2 separate regions of the Capra hircus genome follow, and region 2 is linked to region 1. Evidence: chromatin contacts called from public Hi-C data. All regions are on one chromosome and are shown on one strand. Each heading gives the region's core, a stretch centred on a gene start, on an enhancer-like site or on the middle of the called end of the contact. The rest is flanking DNA. Distances are from core to core; before and after follow the strand shown. Region 1 has its middle 240 kb from the start of ETS1. Region 2 has its middle 48 kb from the start of FLI1.

What was found. Hi-C and Micro-C count contacts between places; a contact is called where the count stands out from the background.
Region 2: a Hi-C map of blood shows a contact between it and region 1, with 3 times the contacts expected there. The contact joins two enhancer-like sites. A contact is called at or near these places in 3 of 5 Hi-C or Micro-C datasets (blood and liver).

Annotation. Positions count from the first base shown.
Region 1 is chr29:30,969,516-30,973,634 of ARS1.2, forward strand. No RefSeq gene overlaps it. Among named protein-coding and RNA genes, the nearest start is that of ETS1, 240 kb to the right of the region's middle. Within about 2 kb of position 2,611, at least 1 of the 5 cell types and tissues checked has an H3K27ac peak or open chromatin away from gene starts, as enhancers often do.
Region 2 is chr29:31,319,301-31,323,696 of ARS1.2, forward strand. No RefSeq gene overlaps it. Among named protein-coding and RNA genes, the nearest start is that of FLI1, 48 kb to the right of the region's middle. Within about 2 kb of position 2,176, at least 1 of the 5 cell types and tissues checked has an H3K27ac peak or open chromatin away from gene starts, as enhancers often do.

The sequences.
Region 1 (4,119 bases), core at 1,361-3,860:
TGGCACAAGAGAAACAGATTTTATAAATAGATGTGAGCATGAATGGTTTTTATGATTAGCTTGTTTTCAATCACCATGCCTGACCGGTGTCTGTGTTCCACTAAGTAAATATTTCTATGGTGATAGTATACACAACACAATGGTCATTATTTAATGTTAATACAAGTACCATATGGGAGGTCTTATCGTGCTACAGCCCCAAAGCATAATAAAAGCAGATAGGAATAGATAGGCCAGGGTGGGCCTCATTGTACAGTAGGCTTGATAAAACATCTGCTGGTGCAAAGTGTTAGCCATGCACGTATTTCTGCAGAGATGGTTCTCCCCAGGGAATCTTTAGGACCAGATCAGATCACCAGGAGCTCGGTTTTTCTCTCTGACTCACTCTGACCTTGGATAGGTCCTTGTGCTAATTGTTAAAACATGCATGCCTCCATTTCCCCATTTTAGTATATGCTTCTGTTTTGTTTTGCTTTTCTGACCTCACTGCAAAGCGTGTGGGGTGTTAGTTCCCAGACCGGGCATCGAACCTGCACCCCCCCCCACCCTCATGCAGTGGAAACATGGAGCAAGGATCAAACCCTCAACTCCTGCATTGGCAAGTGGATTCTTTCCCTGCTGAGCCATCAGGAAAGCCCTTGAGATCGTCTCTATGTGTGTGTGTGTGTTAGTTGCTCAGTCGTGTCTGACTGTTTGTGACCCCATGGAATGGACCCTCTGTCCATGGAATTCTCCAGGCAAAAATACTGGAGTGGGTTGCCATTCCATTCTCTGGGGGATCTTCCCTACCCAAGCATCGAACCAGGGTCTCCTGCGTTGCAGGCAGATTCTTTACCATCTGAGCCACCATCTTTAAATTGGCAAGCTGGGAGTGTCCATCTATTGGGCTTGTGAAGATGAGATACATAATGAATGTGAAAGCTTTGTGTAGAGGTGAAGTGTAAAACAAGTATTGGGTTCTTTTTTAATTTAATTTTTATTTTATATTGGAGTACAGTTGATTTACAATGTTGTGTTAGTTTCAGGCATACAGCAAAGTAGCTCAGCTTTCCATATACATATATGTACTCTTTTTCAGATTCTTTTCTCATATAGGTTATTACAGAATATTGGGTAGAGTTCCTTGTGCTATACAGCATGTCCTCATTGGTTATCTATTTTATACACAATAGTGTATATACATAAATCCCAACCTCCTAATTTATCCCTCCCCATCAACTTTCTGTGAACCGTAAGTTTGTTTTCAAATTCTGTGAGTCTGTTTCTGCTTTGTGAAGTTCATTTGTGTCATTTTTTCCCTTTAGATTCACATACGTGATATCATGTGATATTCCTCTTTCTCTGACTTACTTTGCTTAGTAAAATAATCTCCAGGTCCATCCATGTTGTTGCAAGTGGCATTGTTTCATTGTTTTTTTTTTATGGCTAAGTAGTATTCCATTGTCAGAGAAGGCAATGGCACCCCACTCCAGTACTCTTGCCTGGAAAATCCCATGGGCAGAGAAGCCTGGTGGGCTGCAGTCCATGGGGTCGCTAAGAGTCGGGCACGACTGAGCGACTTCACTTTCAGTTTTCACTTTCATGCGTTGGAGCAGGAAATGGCAACCCACTCCAGTGTTCTTGCCTGGAAAATCCCAGGGACAGAGGAGCGTAGTGGGCTGCCATCTACGGGGTCACACAGAGTCAGACACGACTGAAGCGACTTAGCAGCAGCAGTATTCCATTGTATACATGTACCATATCTTCTTTATCCATCCTCTGTTGAAGGTCATTTAGGTTGCTTCTATGTCTTGGCTATTGTTAAATAGTGCTGCAATAAACACTGAGGTTAAGGGTTCTTAATGCTGACAGTTTTTATGAGGATGTGCTAAGTCACTTCATTCGTATCCAACTCTCTACGATCTTATGGACTGTAGCCCTCCAGGTTCCTCTGTCCATGGGATTTCCTGGGCAAGAATACTTCAGTAGTATTCTTCAGCAGTTGTCATGCCCTCCTCCAGGGGATTTTCCCAATGCAGGGGTGGAACCCAAGTCTCTTACGTCTCCTGCATTGGCAGAACGGTGGAGCTCTGACGAACTCTAAGATTAGGCTTGAGGTCTGTTGTTTCTGTTTCTCATGGAGAAGTCAGCTGCAGGTCAGTGCTGGCCTTTCACAAGCATTCTATCATCTCCCTGGTCACTCTGGCCGTTGATCTGGCTGAAAATTCAGCCTTACTCTGTCTCATTTACTATCAGAAAGGAAGTTGGACCTAGGTGAGAAGAGACGCTGCCTGACAAACTTGAAGGAAGGAGATTTGAATTCCCAACTGTGTTTTCTGATGTAATGGGATTCTTTCCAACTGATTGGCTGCAGTCACCATAAATCTAGAAACAATATGTTCTTAAGCCTATTTGGAATGGCCTCCAGGGACAGACGTTGTCAGCACAATAGATGGCATGTGGCTCCAAAGGGAATAATACACAGGGAGGCGGGGACACGGCTAAGCTAACCAACTCTTCTCATGCCCTGGCTTCCCTGAGCTGGGAAACCTGAGGGAGAGAAGTGGGGGAGCAGGTTACATGTTCCAGGCAAGACCTTGCTCTGGGCCCTGCAATGAAGCCTCTCCCTTCACACCTTTCCCCAGAGCCTGGAACCAGGAAAATCACGGAATCACCTCATCTGACCCAAGCAGCTGCTACCCTAGATCAGAAGCCAGGACTGCTTGAAGTGGTTGTGGGAGTCGTGTGCGCACACGCGCTCACAAGGTCGTGCATGGCTTGTGCGTCTCATCACAGGAAGAAGGAGAAGGGGTGGGCACCCCAGGTATTTGCAGGCTGAACAGCGTGGGCGGGTCTGTGGCTGGGCTCCATTCCACTCTGCTCTGTTGGCCCAACTGCCAGGCATGTTTCTTATTACCCTGTGGATGTGTCTTGTGCTAATGGGTGGGAAAAGGCTGGTGAAACAGCAACCGTTTAAGTGAAAGCAATGACTCTCTGGTGCCCTGCTCACATTTCCCACAGCCCTCGCTCATGCCTTGGGGCCCTTCGGGGTTTAGAATTACAGCTCTCAGTAAATATTCCTAGACTCACATGAGCTGTGGTGAGACAACACCAAGGCTGCCAGGGCAATCCTAGACAAAGCCATGTGTCCAGACACGGGTCAGAATAGAGGAATGACGGCCACAGGAGCCCCTAACACTTAGGGAACAGTGAGCATGTGACATGCGCTGGTCTAAGCGCGCTCCGTGCGTTTGCTGGTTTCATCTTCAGGACACTCCTAGGAGGTAAGTGGTGTCATCACTCATTTTTTATTAACCTGGAAGCTGAGGCCCAAAGAGGTTGAGAGAGTCACCAGGGCCACACAGTGGAAGAGCTAGGACTCAGGTCTGTACAATCAGGCCTCAGCCCCTAAGCCCCTCTAAGCTCTACCTGTATTCGGGAAGTCAAGCATGGAGAAAGGTCAGAGTTAAGAGTTAATTATTTCACACTAAGCCCATCATCAGGGCTTCCCTGGTGGCTCAGTGGTAAAGAACTGGTCTCCCAGGAGACGTGGGTTCAATCCTGGGATCAAGAAGATCCCCTGGAGAAGGAAATAGCAACCCACTCCAGTCTTCTTACCTGGGAAATTCCAAGGACAGAGGAGCCTGGTGAGCTACAGTCCATGGGGTCACAAAGAGTTGGACACAGCTCAGTGATTAAACAACAAGCAGAACATCACTAGTTAAAGAAATGAAACAGTCTTCAAATTCAAGTAAGGATTTTCCCCTTTACGAATGGGGGCATTTGACCATAAGAATTATGCTCTATCTCAGTATGGTTGCCAGCTATAGGCTTTTGACTGGTCATCATATTTCAAAGGATTTTCACAGGAAGACCTGCAGGAAGACTGTGGAGGGAGAAAGCTACTGTGTTCTGCATGTTTTCACATTCCTGACCCAGTGCAAGTCAGGCTTCGACAATAAGTATTTTTCCTAGCTGTTGCAACAAGCTGTCCTGAGCCATCCACCAGCCATCTTTTCTTCCCTGCTGAGCTGTTATGAGTGAGAGATAGATGGTCTGGGTCTACAGAGAAGTGTTTTAGTTTGTCCTGCATGCATTCATGCTAAGTCGTTTCAGTCATGTCTGACTCTGTGTGACCCT
Region 2 (4,396 bases), core at 926-3,425, 350 kb after region 1:
CGAGTCACAGATGTATCCACTTGCCGGGGACTCGGGCTGACAGTGTGAAGTCAGGGTGTCAGCAGCTCATGCTGATGAGGGAGTGGGAGGCCCTTCTCCCTCCGGACAATAACGGAGCAGATGCCATGTTTGTCTGGCAGTGGGGACGAGCCCCCGGGTTAGCGACGACCAGTTAAACAAGTACACACATCACATCCCCTACTGGTCAATATCCCCAAATGGGGGAGAAAGAAATTGCGTTTCTGTGACAGTGTGTCACCCAGTCCTACAACGTAAACATCCACAGTGGTACCCCGTGGTGTCAAATGTGACAGGACTGTTGTTCTGTTGCCAAGTCGAGTCCTACTCTATGTGACCCCACGGACTGCAGCACGCCAGGCTCCTCCGTCCTTCACCATCTCCCGGAGTTTGCTCAGACTCATGGTGATGCCATCTAACACCTCATCCTCTGCTTCCCCTCCTCCTCCTGCCTTCAGTCTTTCCCAGTATCAGGATCTTTTCCAACGAGTCAGCTGTTCTCATCAGGTGGCCAAAATACTGAAGTTTCTGCTTCAGCATCAGTCCTTCCAATGACTATTCACAGCTGATTTCCTTTAGGATTGACTGGACCATTCGTTATAATATTATATAACATTATATAATATTACATTTATTATATATATTATTATATAACATTATATAATAATATACCCGTGGTGGATTCATGTTGATGTATGGCAAAACCAATACAATATTGTAAAGTAATTAACCTCCAATTAAAATACATTTATATTTAAAAAAGAAAAAATATATAACATTATATAATATATAGAACATTATATAATAATATAATCTCAGCATTATAATGCTAAGACGAGACTCAGCCTCTCCTTGGCCATTTCACTTCTTTCTGTGTTGTCTCTCTGTTTCTCTCTCTCCTTTTTTCTCCAGCACCACTCCCTTCCCTTCATCCAACATTTTTATACCTTTGCCTGAAGCTTGAGAATCTCTGTGTGCCTTTCAGGGGCTTTGGGATTTCCCAACAGAAGATATAAAATGATGTGTAAACACACGGCTGGGTGAGAGGTGGGAAAGAGAATTTAAAGTCCTCAATCTGTTCTTCTGTGACTAGTTTCTTCCAGATGGACACGGATGGTCCCAGGGGTTTTGCTCTAAGAGGGGCTGATTTACTGACCTCAGTGCGAGTCCTAGGACCCGGAGGATCCCTGTAGGATATTAGTCACTCTATAAAACCTCCAGGCCAGTTTCCCAGGCTGTGGGGGCCTATAGAAAATTTCCCATAGGGTTCCAGAGCCTGAGAACATATGCATCTCACGGCTTGGCCATGGGTTCGTGTTGCATCGGATGTGATCTGTCTCTTAAAACATGACTTCGAAAATGTCCCCAGACAAAACTGCAAAGTTTCTCGACTTCTCTCCCACCCAGTCACCCTCCTCTGGGCCACAAAGCACAGCAGAGCCCGGAGGAGTCTGGAGTCCTTGATGCATGCTTGTTTCCAAGATGGCACACGGGGAGGCTGGGGATGGCGGTGGGGCAGAGAGAGCTGGGGGAAGCAAGTCTGCTCTCCCCTAGCAGGGAGCAGTGCTCAGAGATTATCCAGCAGGAATCCTTCCCACCACCTCCCTTTCTTGGATTTATTTCTTGGATCTTGGTTTCAAATCCCCCTTTCTCTCCCCAGAAGTCAGCTTCACCTGTGAAGCCCTTTCCAGGTTATGACATTTTTAGTTGCTTAGTCCAGCTCTTTGCCATCCTGCAGACTGTAGCCTGCAGAGTCTGCTGCCCATGGGATTCTCCAGGCAAGAATACCAGAGTGGGCTGCCGTTCCTTCTTCAAGGGATTTTCCTAACCCAGGGAACGAACTCATATCTCCTACTTTGGCAGGCAGATTCCTCACTGCTGAGCCACCTGGGAAGCCCTCTGCAGCTGATCATCAAATGCAAGGGAAGTGCCAGCCACATCTCGGTGACAACCAGCAAGATAACACATTTATTCTCTATGTTCCCTCTCTCAGACCTCTAGGCCACTCATTTCCACAGAAAGGAATTCTGATCCAGAAGAGGCGAAGAGATCAGAGTGGATGGAAGTTAGAAGATGAGGAAGACAGAGGGCATGTATGCCTGCAGCAGACCAGGGGGGAGAAGTCTTATGCCCGTTAGATGTGTGGGCTGCACCCTGTCACCTGACCCGGGGGAGATGATCCAGGCTCAGCCTGCGCGTCTGACGCAGGATGCTCTTGTCCTGACGTGAACACAGGCTGCAGGCGTGACCCCCTGGTCTTGTTCTTTTCTTCCTGCCCTGATCAGCAGCAGCCTGAGTCATCATGTCTGTATCTTGATCTACCCCCCAAATAGCAGCTTAGAACAAAGTGAAAAGCATTCCTCCTAAAAAGCACGACTGGTATTTTTAGAGTATCTTTACTCCTAATGGTGAAATACATGGATGTATCACTTTGGTCCTGAGGCTGCTGTTTGGACCAAAAAACACACAAGCACCCCTAGGTTCTAGGATCTGAGACCTTATCCTCCATCTGTGGGCAGAGCAAGAAGTCTTTAAACCCCTGGGCTGGGCTCAGCCTCCCTGCCACTGTCTCTTCCTCCAGGTCTCAACCAAGAAGCCGAGAGTGAGGACAGGAAGAAACACCTAGGCTTCTGGAAGAGGCAAAAACACACCAAACTTGCCAAGTTTTACACCAACTTTCTGAGCGCTAATGAGATCTAAGCTTCTGGGTTTGGGGCTGACTTACACCAGCCTGGGGTGACTTCCTGTTTTTGAAGAACCAAGGTGGGTAGACACTCAGAGCTGTGATCTGGGCACCAGGCAACTTTGACACCACTGTTAACCGCCAACGTCAGCGTCACTGGAGCTGACACTGTTGGTGAGATGCCGTTAGCCCCAGACAAGAGGTTTCTAAAGCCAGGTGGCCATGGGCTTTCTTTGAGATGGGAGGAGGCCAAGACAGGGTCAGGCTTTGGGCCTCCCTTGAGCTCCTGGCTGATGGCTGGGGAACAAAGAAAGCAGTGCTGAAAGAGACAGGTCAGAGACACACACTCATGCTGGGAGCTGCTGTCTCACTAATCACAGGAAAAGATCTAAGGGAGGATGAGGATACCTGAACAGGGGCCTTGGGACTAAAGGGCACCATCGGGTCACCAGGACAACACATCTACTGGATTTCCTGGGCAAGAGCCACTTTCAATTTGCTGTCTGAATGGTCCGTATGCAGAACCAACTGGCAGACCACAGGTCCTCCTGCCACAGCAGAGGGGAGCGCCAGGCCCAGGGGCTGCACTGGTGGTCAGCTTGGACCTGGCTGTGGGTCATTGATGCCCCACTCTGTGAGGCTTCCCAACGGCTCCTTGGAGAACGGTGTGAGCTCCACAGGCGCTCCCCGCTCTCCAGCCCCTCGTGCGCAACAGCCACTGCCACCACCCGACGTGATGCCGTGTGGGTCTTCCCCCCACCTCACCCCCAAAGATAGTAAGGCATTCACTCAATAGCGGTTAAAGGAATAAGTCTGTGTGCGTGCATGATAAGTCACTTCCGCTGTGTCTGACTCTTTGTGACCCTATGGACCATACCCCCCAGGCTCCTCTGTCCATGGGATTCTCCAGGCAAGAATACTGGAGTGGGTAGTCATTCCCTTCTTCAGGGAACCTTCCCGACCCAGGGATCGAACCTGCATCTCTTACGTCTCCTGCAATGGTAGGCGGCTTCTTTACCACTAGCGCTACCTTATCCCTCCCCAGCCTAAGCTCAAGAATGGGGCCTGCAGCTTACAACTGTGTACCTCCCAGTGGCTTGCACACAGTAGGTGCTCTAATGAGCAAACACGGGTTGATTCTAGTGGATTCTAGCCCTGGAAGAAGGGAGAGGAATAAAGAACAGGAGCCAAGCAGGCAGGAATCATGCTGCGTCCTTCCAAGAATGCACCCACCTTCATACCCCTCACTCAGCAGCCCTCAACCAGAGTCCAGTCTGACCCCAGCTCAGAGCAACCGAGGGCTGTGTGTTCCCCTCCCCCACCAAATTCCAACCCCCTTCCCCCAACACTCCACTTACATAAGTCTTTCCACCCTTCACTCAGTATTACCTGGTCTCCAGAGTACCTGAACATCAGTTCAGTTCAGTTCAGTCGCTCAGTCGTGTCCGACTCTTTGTGACTCCATGGACTGCAGCACGCCAGGCTTCCCTATCAATCACCAGCTCCCAGAGCTTGCTCAAACTCATGTCCATTGAGTTGGGGATGCCATCCAACCATCTCATCCTCTGTCATCCCCTTCTTCTCCTTCCTTCAATCTTTCCCAGCATCCAGGTCTTTTCCAATGAGTCCATTCTTCACATCGGGTGGCCAAAGTATTGGAGTTTCAGCTTCAGCATCAGTCCTTCCAATGAATAT